4 separate regions of the Mus musculus genome follow, and all the other regions are linked to region 1. The links are chromatin contacts, called in public Hi-C and HiChIP or PLAC-seq maps. All regions are on one chromosome and are shown on one strand. The core of a region is the stretch at or near the end of the contact, and the rest is flanking DNA. Distances in the headings are between cores, read along the strand shown.

Region 1 (3,369 bases), core at 288-2,787:
CTTTTTTAGTTTCATTATGTCTGTGTTGTGTTGCTTATCCAAAGACAACTACGGTGCCACTTAATTACTATAGTCTTACCTACCAAACATTTAAAGCAAAACCTTACCAGCCAGGAGTGATCCCAGCACTCAGTACTCTTTGATCCCAGCACTCAGGAGGCAGATGCAGGCAGATCTCTGTGAATTCGACACTGGCCCGGTCTAGAGAGCAAGTTTCAGGACAGCCAAACTTTAAAAAGCTTTTTAGATGTATTTACTTTTATCTGATAATGTAAGACTCTGGGGAAACTTAGCTTACCCGGCACCCCTCAGTGAACCATGTGGAGCCAGGATCGATTCAAAAAGCAAGAGGAATTTATTGTTCCAGTGCACTGGGGTCATCCCAGACCGGAAGGAGAGGTGCCCCAGCAACAGGTGAGGTTTTCTATGATTTCCAAGGGTAGAATAGAGCATCAGCAACTAGGCACAATATGATTGGTGGGACAGTGCACCCTTTAAACTGATTGGTCTTTAGAGAATGAGGTGAAAAGGACTTCCCTAGTCTGAAAGTGGGCAACAGTCAGTCCTGCCGAATGTGTCCTCACCCGAAGTTCAGTTCCCACCCTGTGGTCTGAGGAATGTTAATTAGCCTCTCGGTTCCAGGGGGGCAAGTGTTTCATGACCTTCCCAAAGTTCCTAAGCTGACCTTTTCAATATGTTGCCTGGTTTGGGCCAGTGTGTATGTCTGTTAGAACTGGAGTACAGACAGTTGTCTGCCACCACGTGGACACAGGGATTGAACCTGGACCTTCTAGAAGAGTAGTCAGTGCTCTTAACCACTAAGCTCTCTATATATATACTCTACCCCTACCCCTACCCTCACCCTCAAGGAAAATTTAAACAAACAAAAGTCAAGAGAAAAAAAAAATCCTGCTTCTATTCCTACTCCAAATGCACAGCTCAGAAATGTTGCTGGCTTTTAAAAACAGGTTGCAGTGAGGATAGTGGTTCGCGACTCTAATCTTTACACTCGGGAGGCACAGGCAGGAGGATCTTGCTAACCTGGTCTACAGAGAGAGTTCTGGGACAGCCAGGGCTACAAGAGAACCAGGTTACACAGAGAAACCCTGTCTGGGAAAAACAAAAAAGCAAATAAATAGAGAAAAAAGAATTGGTAAAAGAGTGATTTACGTTGGATTTTCTAGACTTTCTTGGTTCTAGTACCCATAATCCTTTGCCAAATGCTTTGAGAACTGTGCTGTTTACTGGTAGGTTTTGTTTTGTGTTTAACATTAGTGGAAATCAAACCCAGAGCTGCTTGGCACATCCCAGCTTCTACAGTTCTCCTAAATATCTGCATCACAGGCACTGTTGTTTTTGTTGTTACTGTTGTTGTTGTTGCTGCTGCTGCTGTTCATTTTAATCCGTATCCACACTTCTAAATTCTGTTGGTATGTGATTCATCCAAGATTCCTGACGTTCTCCTCTCCTTGGGCATCTCGGTTGTGTGAAATGGCCGCGATATTTGTGGATTTTATCTGGTTATACTTCGTTGGGACACCAGAGGGCGCAAGGAGACTCGGCTCTTGTTTTTCTTTAAATCTCAAATCCTGCTGGCTGCGGAGAACAAAAGACCGGGAACACTCGGCTTTGAGACAAAGGGACACCGGGAAAAGCCACCCGCCCAGGGTTGGATTCAATTCCTCACTCGCCTTTGCCCCTTCTTTGCCAGGCTGGGGGCTAGAAAAACAGCTTAAGCTGCGCAATAATGAGGAAACAAGAATCAAAGAATCACAGTAGGAAAAAAACAAAACAAAACCAGAGAGCTAAGGAAGGACACCTGAGCTGTTTGTTTTGCCTCATATTAGTAACCTTAAACTCTTCAGCTCAGGATAATAACAGGTATCTAGTAGAAAATTCGGAAATACAGATCGCACTTTTTTTTTTAAATAAGATCTCAAAGAAACCCTGGACAAACGGCTGAGGTGCCTATTAACATATCAAAGCGGATGCTGGCCGCCTGGTTCTTCCCAGTATCTCTCAGCATCTTTGCTACCTGTTGCAGAGGCCTGGCCTTGCTCTTCTCAGCATTTCTCACCCCTATCCCGGACCCTAAAACCCCTCCAGCACCTGAGCTTCGCTTGCTTCCCTTCTGCTAGCTCCTCTTCCCTATATAACTCAAGACATTTTCGTGCCCTCTTGGTATACTTGGCTCTCTTGGCTCCTGGTACTCTCTCCTGCTCTGTCTCTCTCCTCTCTTTCACTCCCTCTCTCGTTCTTCTCCCTTCTCATGCGTCTCATAATGCGGTCCACTCTGCTGACCCAATTCAGTCCAGACACTTTCAGATACCTCCGGCAGTGCTCTCTCTCCTACCTACAATAAACCTACCTCCACAGCCATACTTGGAAGTAGTCATGTCTTCCCCGCCCCCTCCCCCTTCTTTTTTTCTTTTTTTAATTCAACATTATTCGTCTTTTTCTTTTCTTTCCCGCCCCTTCACCCGCTTTGAGACAGCGTTTCTCTGTGTAGCCCTGTCTGACCTAGAATTTTCAATGTACAAGCAGCTAAAGGTGCGCACCACCACCCGCCTTCCAGATCCGCACATTCTAACAGATTACTTTCTTCCCTTTCAACTTCTCTCGGTATTTATAAATGCATAAAGAGTAAAGCTGCGTGGTATTTTCTGACTACTTTATGGGATTTTGCTTGGTTGTTTATCTTTGTCTGATGGACTCTCCTTTTGTAGCCAAGGCGTCCTGAAAACTCAGACGAGTCTCCTGCCTCAGCCTCTGAGATGCTGGGATTAAAGATGTGAGCCACCACACCAGGCTGATCATGGGTAAACTCTTCTGACAACACTTTGCTGATAAAAGAGAACAAAATCTCAAAAATGCTACAGACAGCTTTTTTTTTTTTCCTTAGACCCTTTTGTTATTGCTTGCTTGCTTACTTGGTTGGTTTTGTTTTTTCCTACTTTTGCTTTGCTTTTAAAAGAAACAAAGAGCACCGGGCGTGCGCCTTTAATCCTAGCATTTGGGAGGCAGAAGCAGGCGGATTTCTGAGTTTGAGGCCAGCCTGGTCTACAGAGTGAGTCCCAGGACAGCCAGAGCTACACAGAGAAACCCTGTCTCGAAAAACAAAAAAATAAAAAATAAAATAAACAAAGTGCAAAGTAGAAGTTATTCTATCCCACCTCCACATACCCAAAATGAATTTGTATTTCCCAACAACTTGAAAACTGACACCACCACTACCACCCCAATCTGTCAGGGGAGAGAGCATGAGTCCCCAGAGTGTGGTAGTAGAGGGTAGAGTGATTGATTTGACTGATTGATTGATTGCTTGATTTAGGTCAGGGTGGGCATCAGGTTTGGGTTGGCTTTGCCTTA
Region 2 (3,419 bases), core at 430-2,929, 2.1 Mb before region 1:
TCTGCATGAGAAACGATTGCTGGGTCACATCTGGCGAGACGTGATGTCCATGCCAGAACGTGCAAGAGGAACTCGTGCATGTGGGTCAGGGAAGCGGATGGGGCCGGTTGCCACCTTCCCGACTTCAGATGCAACCAACCCTCCACACATGTCCACCACATGAGCAGGCATTGACACACTGAAGACTCTAGCTGCACTGCCAAAGAGCATCCGCAGAACAGACTGAGGTACGAGCATCCGTACCTGGAATGTGCACTTCCTAAACTCTGAGAGAGCTTTGCTTTGAGCATGGTACTAGAGCTGAATGATCAGTGCGCCTCAGAGTGCGCAGGCACCTCAGAGTGCGCAGGCACCTCAGAGTGCGCAGGCACCTCAGAGTGCGCAGGCACCCAGCTCCTGGTACAGATAACCACTCTGTGAGGGGCTCTCTGTGCTTCTCAAAAATCCAAACACAATGTCTCCAGCCACCTCCTGTTCACAAACACCAGTAGCATGTAACTATGTTATATGAGAGAACTGTCTTAAGCCACAGCAGAGACTAGCTAATGTCAGCTCTACCTGCCTTCAGTCTAGACACTGGTGAGTGTTTTACTTTAGCAAAAGCAAAAGAATAATAATACTGCAAGCCCCCTGGAGCTACTGGAAAATATCGGCAGTTCTGAGGTGCTATTTAAAACCATTTTCATCTTATTCATATACTTGTAGACAGAGACAAGAATTGCCAGCTGATTTCTTTTTCTGTACCTCTTTACCTAGGTACCATTAAGAACCAAGAGCTTTAAAATAGTTGCAGTGGAGTTAGTCCCAGGAGGAAGGTTGCTATTCTAGGAGAGCTGTGTTTGTCTGAGATGGACTTCTGGTTATTCTATGATGGTGGTGGTGGTGATGGTGATGGTTGTGGTATGGTGTGTGTGTGCCTGTGTGCCTGTGTATATGCATGAGAGGGGGTGATGGGTAGAGAGACACCTGACCATTGAGAAATTGCCTTGACTTCTATGGAGTAGACAAGAAAGTTCTAAGCTTCCCTGGTAGACATGGCCTTTCCCCTTTGCCAGGGCTTCTGTGGAGGGATCTGGAAGGATGTGGTCAAGGATTCTGGCCTATTCCATTCCCTAGGAAACTGTAGACTAATGCATCACCAGCTTGAGAGGCAGATCCCCGTGAAAAGCCGTACTTTGGTGACGATAGTTAACAACATGGAGATGTTCATATGGAGACTGGTTCCAGGAGCAAGGAGAGGGCATATAACTGTCTCCGGGAATCTCTAACTGTACGTGTTAGAGGTGGCCAGACCGGGTGCATCTTGCCAGGAGAAGAGGAAGGCACTCAGATGGTTGGGTACCTACCCCTCTCTCTCTGTCTCTCAGGAAATGCCTGACGGTCTCTGCATCAGAGCTAGGACACTCAGCACAGCTGTGCAGACTTCCCATGCCCAGAATCTCCCGAGGTCCTTTAAAAAGGAAGGGCTGGTGCAGAGGCGACTCATACCCAACCACACCTGGGACCCCTTCCTTCCTAGGCTTGCACCGTGTTTCCTGACCCTGCTCAGCCTGTGTCAGGAAAAAGGAGAAAGAGGGGGCAGATGAACAGGGAGAGATCACTTGTAAGCAGGGTGCCATCCGTGGAAAGGAACAGCAGTGGGACTGAGTGACTGGACTTTTAGCTGGAGTAGCTGACGTGACCAGTTTTTCTAAGTGTTTCAGTTTGCACACACACCCCTGCCCCCCCCCACCTCCCCCCACTCCTCCCCTCCTCCACACCCCATGTTTCCACTGGGTGGTGCTGTAAGAATTCCTACCTTTTTGCCTCAGGAGTTTCCCCTTCCCAGAAAGTCGCCTCTGCAACATAATAGAAGGAAGTCCTGATTTAGAAAGGTTTCACAGTTTCATCGACACAATGAGAGAGCTGGAGGATGCTCTGGCAGGAAGCGCCCCAGTTGCTGGATGTGGAAAAACCACCATCATTGTGTGTCCTGCAGAAGTGTTCTCAGCGTGCTCGGGGCTTGTGGGTTTTTTTTTTTTTTTTTACTTCTACCAGTTGCCTCTTTAGCACAAAGAGTGTTCAAGTTTATCTGAAAGATTCCAGTTTTCTGTCTCTTAGAAGGAAGATTGCTTTGATTTTTTTTTCTTCTCGTAAAACCATCTTCAAGTATCAAAGTGAATAAACCATTCCTAATCTTAAATCAAGCATAGATGTTCCAGTGTTTCTCCCCGAATTCACAAGATTGAATTTACTAACATTATAAGCTAGAACATTTGGGGGAAAGGTCTGCCAATCCAGCCAAGGTCTCTGAAATACACGGATAGAATGCTGTGGGAAGGAGTGCTCACTGCTCTCTACGGAAGCTCAGCTCAAAGACCGCTGGCAAGATTTGAGTAAGATAAATTGTCTGTGTCTGTGTGATGGAAAGTCACCAAGGATGCTCTGGGTGCCAGGTCCCTTCCAGGGGCTGCCACACACAGGTCAGAAACTCCCAGGCTGCTGCTCTCCCCAGAAGGAACAATTCTCAGGAATCATTTCTGAGTACTATGCAAACGTCCATGGGGGGTCCGGTGGGGGATAGGTTTCCACTTCCGTCTTCAGGTTCCATAATCCTTGCGTCCACACGTCAAATAAAAGGACCAGTCCCTCCATGTCTGAGTTCTGGAATTCACAGAGGCTTATGTGCTGAGTTTTCCATTAAGAGCCAACCTCAAGCTAGGCCTGGTGACACAGGCCTGAAATCCCAGCTACTCAGAAGGCTGTGACAGGTACAAACTTGAACCTTGCAAGTTCAAGGTCAACTCAGAGTCTGTAGAGAATTCAGGATCAGCCTGCACCTTACTCAGATTTTGACTCAAAAATTTAAAAAGTGAACAGAGCTATCAACAGTTGTTGGTCCAGTGCGACTCCTAGATTCAATACCCCATTAAACAACAACAACAACAAAAATCCTCTTGGGTGAAACTGGCATGTCTGTCTTTCTCTCTGTCTCTCTATCCCTCGCCATCAATAATCAATCTGTCTGTCTGTCTATTTCTACCTCTGTTCACTGAGGGAACTGGCCAAAAGAAATGTGGCAAAATGTCTTGTACTAATTTAATTTAATTTTAGTTTTTGAGATAGGATCTCTGTGTAGCATAGGCTGTCCCAGAACTCACTCTGTAGACCAGGCTGGAACTCACTGAGATCTGCCTGCCTCTACTTCCATGTGCCAGTAGGCCCAGCTCAGATTGAGCAAACAGAACCCAGTCCAAGTGCCTGGAGTCACAGAGTGGTAAGGTCAGAAATCAAGGACACTTCCTGACTTGATCCTGCTGAGAATGTCACTTTGTCTTTTGGCTAACTCCCGTCTTGGCCACAGAGAGGTGTAGGAAGCAGGCTTCTATTCCAGCGGCTGTCAGCCTCCCTAACGCTGCGACCCTTTAATACAGCTCCTC
Region 3 (3,420 bases), core at 779-3,278, 2.3 Mb before region 1:
GTACAAGGCACAGGAGACATTTGGCTAACTTTGTAAAGCAGTCTAAATGGCCTCCTCCCGGCTCCCCAGCTGCTCCCCCACACCGTGGCTCACAGCGGGCAGGGGCTGTTGAGTGTCTCCCACACTAGCTTGCCTCTTGTCTCTCTGTGTACTCCTGAGAAGCAGACCTGCCTGAACAAAATAGGCTGTCTGGCAGTCCTTGGTGGAGCCTGAGTAGCTCTACTGGTCAGGTGACTCTCTCTGTTCCCACACACGATGAAAGGGAGGACACGGCATTGCCACCCAAAAGCCTCATTAGAAACGAAGAGCTCAGAGAACGGGAGTCTGCATCTTTCTCCAGATCCCCTGATGATTCGTGTGCATAGGAAGTTAGAGGCTCGAAGGTCACCTTTGGAACTGAAGAAAGTTTAGTTCAGGAGTTCACCAACTACATCAGGACCCACTCTTTGGAGATCCACTGAGCTGGCTACTTCAGTATTCCCTTGTTGCACTAAAGCGCACTCTACAACCAAACAGTAGAGACCCAAATCACCCATTTTCCTTCTCTGAGCCTGGTTGTTCAATGATTGAATAAGTTGGTAAATAGATGGATGAATGGGATTTCATGTGAGGGTCTAGTCATTCTTTATTTTTATCTCTCTATCTAATATCTATTTTTATGTACATTGGTGTTTTGCTTGCTTGTATATCTGTGTAAGGGTGTCAAGTCCCTTGGAATTGGGGTTTTAGACAGCTGTGAACTGCCATGTGGGTGCTGAGAATTGAGCCCAGGTTCTCTGGAAGAGCAACCCCACCCCCATCTCTCCAGCCCCAAGGATCTAACCATTCTTTTATTTGATGCTTTACTCAGTGTTGCTCCCTGAATTTAAAGTTAGAAATAATCGTGTTGTTAGTATTCAGTTAAAAAACAAAGAGCCCCACCATCTAATAAAGCCCCCTTCCTTAAATTCCTTTCAGGATGTTTTCAATCTCGCTCCCTGAGGCTAACTACTTACCACCTGTGATTTGCATATCACTTTGACCTATTTTGCTGTTGATATGTTGCTATTTCTCTTATTTATGAGCAGAAGTGTACACCTCTCCTTTCCATACTTAGCTCCTTGGGCTGTCCGTGATGTGTGTGAGATTCTTCCATATTGCTGTCTACACTTCTAGATTGTGTATTCTCACTGCTGTGAGGCATTGTTCCCTGTGTGGACACACAGCATTCCAGACCCTGGGTTATTACGACTGATGGTCCCACCGGCATCCTACTGTATGCCTGGTGGCAAACAGACTGTGTAGCCAGATGTTAACGGGGTGTTTTGGAGTCTGGAAGGGCTAGCTGAACCTGAAGGGATTCTAACCAGCCCGGACCTGCTGAACATGGCTCTAGCAGGCCTTGCCCTTCCCCCTCCCACTATTGCCTCTACCTTGCTAAACTGTTAGATTACATTCCTAGAGCTACCCACTATGGCCTAGCCCATTATTTGGCTACTCCCTCCTCCTGAGGCTAACTACCAAGGTCCAGCTATCAAAGCACTGAAGTCCAGTGACCAAAAGCTCCTTTTGGCTCATTAAGTAACATTGAACACCTCATCCAAACATGGGTTTCCCCTTTTCCCTTCATAAACCGCCATTTTCCTATGTATGGGCTATGTCTATCTCCTCTCTATCCAGAGGCTGTCCTTTGTCCCATTCTAGGACAAATATCCCTTCCCCTTCTCCCTTGTTCTCTTCCTCTTCTCCCTCATCCTCTAGCTCCTGTCTTTGTTTCTTATTCCAGGCTCCTTGTCCCTCTGGGTCAGATTAATCTCCTTTGTGCTGAGAACTTGGTCTTGAGGCTCCTGAGCCAATACCAAACCTTACACAACCCGTGTCTGGGAATTTTCTTGTGGGTTTCTTGGCCAAATAAGAGCACTCACTGCAGCAAGGAGTCTCTGACTTTTGGAGTTTTTCTACAGAGGCAGCAGCTGCCTGGCTCAGGTAGAGGTGACCATAACGGAAGCAGCTGTGGTCAGGTCATGGGGACAAGGTGGTTGCAGCTGTAGGTTTACAGTCTTCCTTGTTGCTTCTGTTTCTTATGGAGATGCGCCTGCCTGCCAGCCCAGCTAGACCAGTACTGATCTGACTCAGGGATTTCAGCTCTGTTTATGTCTCCCCCCCAGCTATCCAGGGCTACCTCATGACAGCAGGAATTCACACTTTTGTCCCAAGCACCCAAAGCATGAAGAGGGTTTGACAAGCAACTGTAGGATTTCTGTGGGGTGTTGGCTGGCTTTGAGCCCAGTGTCTCTTGCCCACAGGGTGGTTTCTTCCTACTGGCACATGACATGTTTGTATGGGTGAGGGCCCTCCATGAAAGCTTCCCTCCTATGCCTTCTCATCTACAAGACCTCATTTGAGAAAGTATGGTTTTGTCATCTCTCACTAATGGCCTGTCTACTGATTCAGAGTTGAACAAACCCATATATGGAACCCATGAGTGTGTGTGTGTGTGTGTGTGTGTGTGTGTATGTGTGTGTGTGCGCATGCAGGCATGATGCATGTGCATGCAATATGAAGGTCAGGGGTCAACCTCTGGTGTCATTTCTCCAGCACCATCCTTTTGCTTATGAGCTTGGAGTTGGCTAGATAAGCAAGGCCATCTGGCCAGTGAATCCCAGGGATTTGCTTATCTGTCTGTGCCTGACTGATGCTGGAATGACAAGTATGTGTCACAGAGCCTTGCCTTCTGATGTGAATTCTGGGACTGAGTTCTGGTGTCCTCATGCATGCGCTTTGACAAGCACGTAACTGACTGAACACTGCTTCCCCGGCCCTCGGTTGTCTGGCCTTTCTCTTTCTCACACAGATGTGTCACCATCTCTCTTTGACATATTGACAAAATACAGTTGCACACGGTTATAGGGTACAAATGGAGGATCTGAGTTCTTTTAATATAACTTGGGATGACCAAACAGAGAGAAGCAACCTATCTAGCCCTTTACCTCAGACACGTGACGTCTTCTGGGATGAGAAGATTCTAGGTCTACCCTTCCAGGGACATTCCAGTGCACCACATTTAGCTCCGAGCTCTAATCTCTGTATTGTGCAAGAATCTTCAAAAAGAGAGAAAAAAAGCTTACTTCCCGAGTCTGGAGCTTTGGACTCTGTAGATGGAACCACAGACTTCCAAGGACACCATACCTTACTCCACAGCCCCACGAGGGCCGTTGTCAGAGAAGGCTCCCAGCAGCCTCACCTCTGTCCCCAATCTTTTTTCTCCACAATCCTTTTCCCTGGGTTCGTTCCTAATATCCAGATCGTGACCTTTATGGACACCTTTGTGTGCAAATCCTTAGTCACCAACGTTCATCAATTCAGCTTTTTCAGATCCACCTACAGTTAGAACTTGCTCCCCTAAACCACCACTCACAGAGCTTTACAGCCTGGCACTCC
Region 4 (3,396 bases), core at 529-3,028, 3.0 Mb after region 1:
TCTTGGGGCTGTTCAAACACAAGGCACGCAGAACTGGGCTCCTTACTGCATCAGCACATGTTTTACTTTCATTTGTCTCAGTGGAAAAGCTGAAGGAAATCTGATAAAGAAAGAAAGACCACGGCCGGGCTGGGGGTGTCGGGGCAGAGTGCATGTGCGGAGCATGTTCAAGGCCTTAATCACAACCCATCATAAACAGATCAAACTGTACTCAAACCAGAAGCTTCCTGTCTCTGGGCAATTCCGATGAACAGCCACACATTCAGCAATCACCGTTTTCTCAACGATAAGCCTCACATATGACAATATAAGAAAACAGGATATTAAATCGATCCGGCTGTGACTTGTCTATAGGTTTCTAATTTGTTATTTCCTTTCTTAAATTCAGTTTCAATATATATTCCCCATTTTCCTCTAAAATAAACAAAAAACAAAACTTTTTGCAAGCTCAGGAGAGGTTCCTGGACCTGGCACCTAATTCTTATCTATGTACTTAATTATCACTTCATGATGTATCCAGTTATTTGCAGAAAAGTATTTTTTGAAACATGTATCTCTAGGCTGCCTCCATGAATCCTTTTTGGCACAAAGGATGGAAAGCAATTCGATATAAACTCGAACATACATTTAAAATGTAATCTCTAGAATAGGAAGATGAAACAAAACCTTTCAAATAAAAAAAAAATTCCACTGTGAAATTCTGGAATTCCCTTTGTTATAATTACAACAAACTTGGCTGAGCTATCTCATGGAAGCTTCTAGAATACTAATTCAGTTGAGACAGCGCACAGGACTTATGGGGACAGAATCAGAGATGCTAAGGCCTTAAGACATTTGAATTTCATGGCAAAGTGAACACACGAAGGCTGTAATTCTTGTTTGACTTCATTTGACTACATTTGTCACCACGAAAGACGGAAGGCGACTTCTCGGCCGCTCCATGAAGTAGTAGCCCGGGACCTACCTCCTCACAAACTGCGGAAAACCGGTTGAGAAACTGCACAGTGTGCACCACAAACTGGTTTAGAAAGGCCACGGTTCTTTTCTGTTGAATAGCTGGCACCTGTGTCATGTAAAAAAGCAAACACGATTCTTACAGGAGAAACACACTCTCTGCAATCCTTTGGATATCTGGATTTCATAGAGGGGGATGGATGGTCTTTGCCCTGGGACATGTGGTTCACGAAGGGCTAAGAAGAGTCGCTGATTTGTTTTTCTGAATCTTGTGTGAGTCAAACACACACACACACACACACACACACACACACACACACACACACACACGAGCAGCTAGAGAGTCGAATAAGAGGTGAAGTGTCAGAGGTGGTACTATCTCCAGACTGTCAACCTCGGGCGTAGAGACACGTGATGTGGGGAGCAAAGGCTGCGTGGCACACCAATTCTTTTCTTAGCCCAGGAGGGACCCCTTTCAAAGTGGACTGCAGGGCTCCCCCCATTGCCCAGAGTAGGAAAACAGGGGCCCGGATTGGGCCTGGAGAGGTGGCGTCTCCCTGGGAACCAGGGCCCCTTGGCCAAGCCTCCTTCCCTGTTTGTCGGACGCTCAAGTCGGTCTTTTACAAACCTTGGTCAGGTCTATGCCTGACCCCATGAGAGGAAGCCCATCCTCATCCATCTCCTCAGCGGATGGGGACCCCGGGGCTCAGGCACAAGCTCCTCCCAGCCCAGTAGAGAGCCCAGACTCCTTTCCCAAGTTCCTGCCTTCGGGGCCTTTCCGGAAGAAAGCGCGAGTGTTCACCATTCAATGGGTGGCTTCAGAGAGGCCGCCCCGCCCCCTCGCTCTCGCTCAGCATTCTGGGATTGGTAGTTCATGATTCCGATTGTAAAATTGGGCCGGGGAAAAGCTGCTGATGAGCAGGTTTCACAGTTGCTGTTTTAGCTGTAAAATCTGAAAAAATCTGAAAAAGAAAAGGGGGTGGGTGGGTGGGAGTGGTGGAGTGAGGGAAAGAGACGGAGAGAGAAATAGAGAAAGAGAAACAGAAAGAGACAGATTCAGACAGACAGAAACAGGGAGACAGACGCAGGGTTGGGATGAGGTCAGACTGGGAAAGTTAGAAGCTGAGCTGTATCCGTTTTGAGATTTTAATTGCTTAGTCCTGTTACAAAACAAACAAACAAAAAAAAGATCCATAATTCACTGAAGAGCACTTCTCTTTTTGTGTAATCCTACTAAGTGCCAGATACTCTGTTAGCCCTTGTGAAGTCTAGAGAAGTCTGTCAGAACTTGTCTTCAGCCCTGGCAAGCCTCATGCACTGGAGATCCGTTTCTAAGGGTGTTTGTTTGTTTGTTTTGACATAACATAATTTCAAGCAACAACTGAGACACACAGCTGTGAAAGTGACTGCACTTACGTCATGTAAACGATCTTACACCTACAGTATGAAGATTTTGGTTCAGAGTTTGGCTGCACATTTTACCAGCGATGTGAGTTAGGGCAGGTCACCTAAGCAAAAGTAAACCTTTTTATTGTACCAAAACAAGTACTGAAGAAGTGACAGGATCTCCTCTGCTACACTAGTCAAAGGGAGGACATGCAGAATTTTGATGTGCAAAAGTTAGATGGACGTGCAAACAAACTCCTGTGAAAGTTGTGGCATTGCAAATTAGCATGTACAAACACTTGTAGATCCACGAGTACATGCACACCACATGCAAAGTGTGCGGTTCTGTGGATAATAGGAGCTTCTAAGTTGTACAAGAAGAGGAAGCCGACTTTAGTATCTACTTAACATTAAGAGCAGTTAAGATGACAATCTGGAATAAACCTTTGTCCAAACAAAGGTACAGAGACATGAGGGCATATGGCGTTTAAGGCAAAGGAAAGATTGTTTGGTGGTGTAAGTAGAAATGCCCAGAAGTGGAGAATAATGAAACAAGGCAGAAGTAGACACAAAAGCTGACGAAGGGCCTTTTATGGCAGAAGAAGAGTCATGTTTTTCTGAATGGGATTCGTGAGCTTCTGTTTGGGAGTGCTTCTTAAAACGCCCACTCCAGGGCCGGGCGTGGTGGCGCACGCCTTTAATCCCAGCACTTGGGAGGCAGAGACAGGTGGATTTCTGAGTTCGAGGCCAGGCTGGTCTACAAAGTGAATTCCAGGACAGCCAGGGCTATACAGAGAAACCCTGTCTCAAAAAACAAAAAAACAAAAAAAAAACAAAAACAAAAAAACAAACAAACAAACAAACAAACAAAAAATGCCCACTCCAGAGGTTAGCCTTAGACAAGCCAAATCAGGATCTCTTTTGGATAAACGTGAATACTTGCATTCTAAAATGCCACTCCCTGGAAAGCTGTGTGGCTAGCATAGCCACCTTCTTCATTGATTGTTTCTAGGCCTTCATTGTGTTACCTGCAGCAATGCTTTTACTGTCAGGGTC

What was found. Hi-C and Micro-C count contacts between places; a contact is called where the count stands out from the background. HiChIP or PLAC-seq counts read pairs in DNA pulled down with a chosen protein or histone mark.
Region 2: an H3K27ac HiChIP or PLAC-seq map of embryonic stem cells shows a contact between it and region 1, with 11 times the contacts expected there. The contact joins two enhancer-like sites. A contact is called at or near these places in 5 of 39 promoter capture datasets (the 3T3-L1 cell line, the C10 cell line, hippocampal neurons and 2 more), 1 of 15 datasets of contacts at CTCF or cohesin (large pre-B cells) and 14 of 115 datasets of contacts at active chromatin or transcription factors (the NIH/3T3 cell line, T-cell acute lymphoblastic leukemia, cardiomyocytes and 8 more).
Region 3: an H3K4me3 HiChIP or PLAC-seq map of forebrain shows a contact between it and region 1, with 8 times the contacts expected there. The contact joins two enhancer-like sites. A contact is called at or near these places in 3 of 39 promoter capture datasets (hippocampal neurons, liver and pre-B cells), 8 of 484 Hi-C or Micro-C datasets (B cells, CD4 T cells, the G1E-ER4 cell line and 4 more) and 12 of 115 datasets of contacts at active chromatin or transcription factors (the NIH/3T3 cell line, acute myeloid leukemia, craniofacial prominence and 9 more).
Region 4: a contact with region 1 is called in a Hi-C map of CD4 T cells, with 3 times the contacts expected there. The contact joins the promoter of Washc3 here to the enhancer-like site in region 1. A contact is called at or near these places in 1 of 39 promoter capture datasets (pre-B cells) and 1 of 484 Hi-C or Micro-C datasets (CD4 T cells).

What each region holds. Positions count from the first base shown.
Region 1 is chr10:91,186,264-91,189,632 of GRCm38.p6, reverse strand. No RefSeq gene overlaps it. Among named protein-coding and RNA genes, the nearest start is that of n-TDgtc16, 5.8 kb to the right of the region's middle. Within about 2 kb of position 1,537, at least 212 of the 459 cell types and tissues checked have an H3K27ac peak or open chromatin away from gene starts, as enhancers often do. A contact at or near this core is called in embryonic stem cells and pre-B cells, where this site is marked.
Region 2 is chr10:93,296,446-93,299,864 of GRCm38.p6, reverse strand. All of the region lies in intron 1 of Elk3 (ELK3, member of ETS oncogene family), which reads left to right. Among named protein-coding and RNA genes, the nearest start is that of Elk3, 13 kb to the left of the region's middle. Within about 2 kb of position 1,679, at least 36 of the 459 cell types and tissues checked have an H3K27ac peak or open chromatin away from gene starts, as enhancers often do. A contact at or near this core is called in embryonic stem cells and pre-B cells, where this site is marked.
Region 3 is chr10:93,440,984-93,444,403 of GRCm38.p6, reverse strand. No RefSeq gene overlaps it. Among named protein-coding and RNA genes, the nearest start is that of Mir7688, 9.6 kb to the right of the region's middle. Within about 2 kb of position 2,028, at least 43 of the 459 cell types and tissues checked have an H3K27ac peak or open chromatin away from gene starts, as enhancers often do.
Region 4 is chr10:88,199,479-88,202,874 of GRCm38.p6, reverse strand. It overlaps Washc3 (WASH complex subunit 3), which reads right to left and starts at 1,778. Exons shown (of 7, transcript NM_026070.3): 1 at 1,583-1,778; 2 at 965-1,063. The coding sequence starts at 1,633.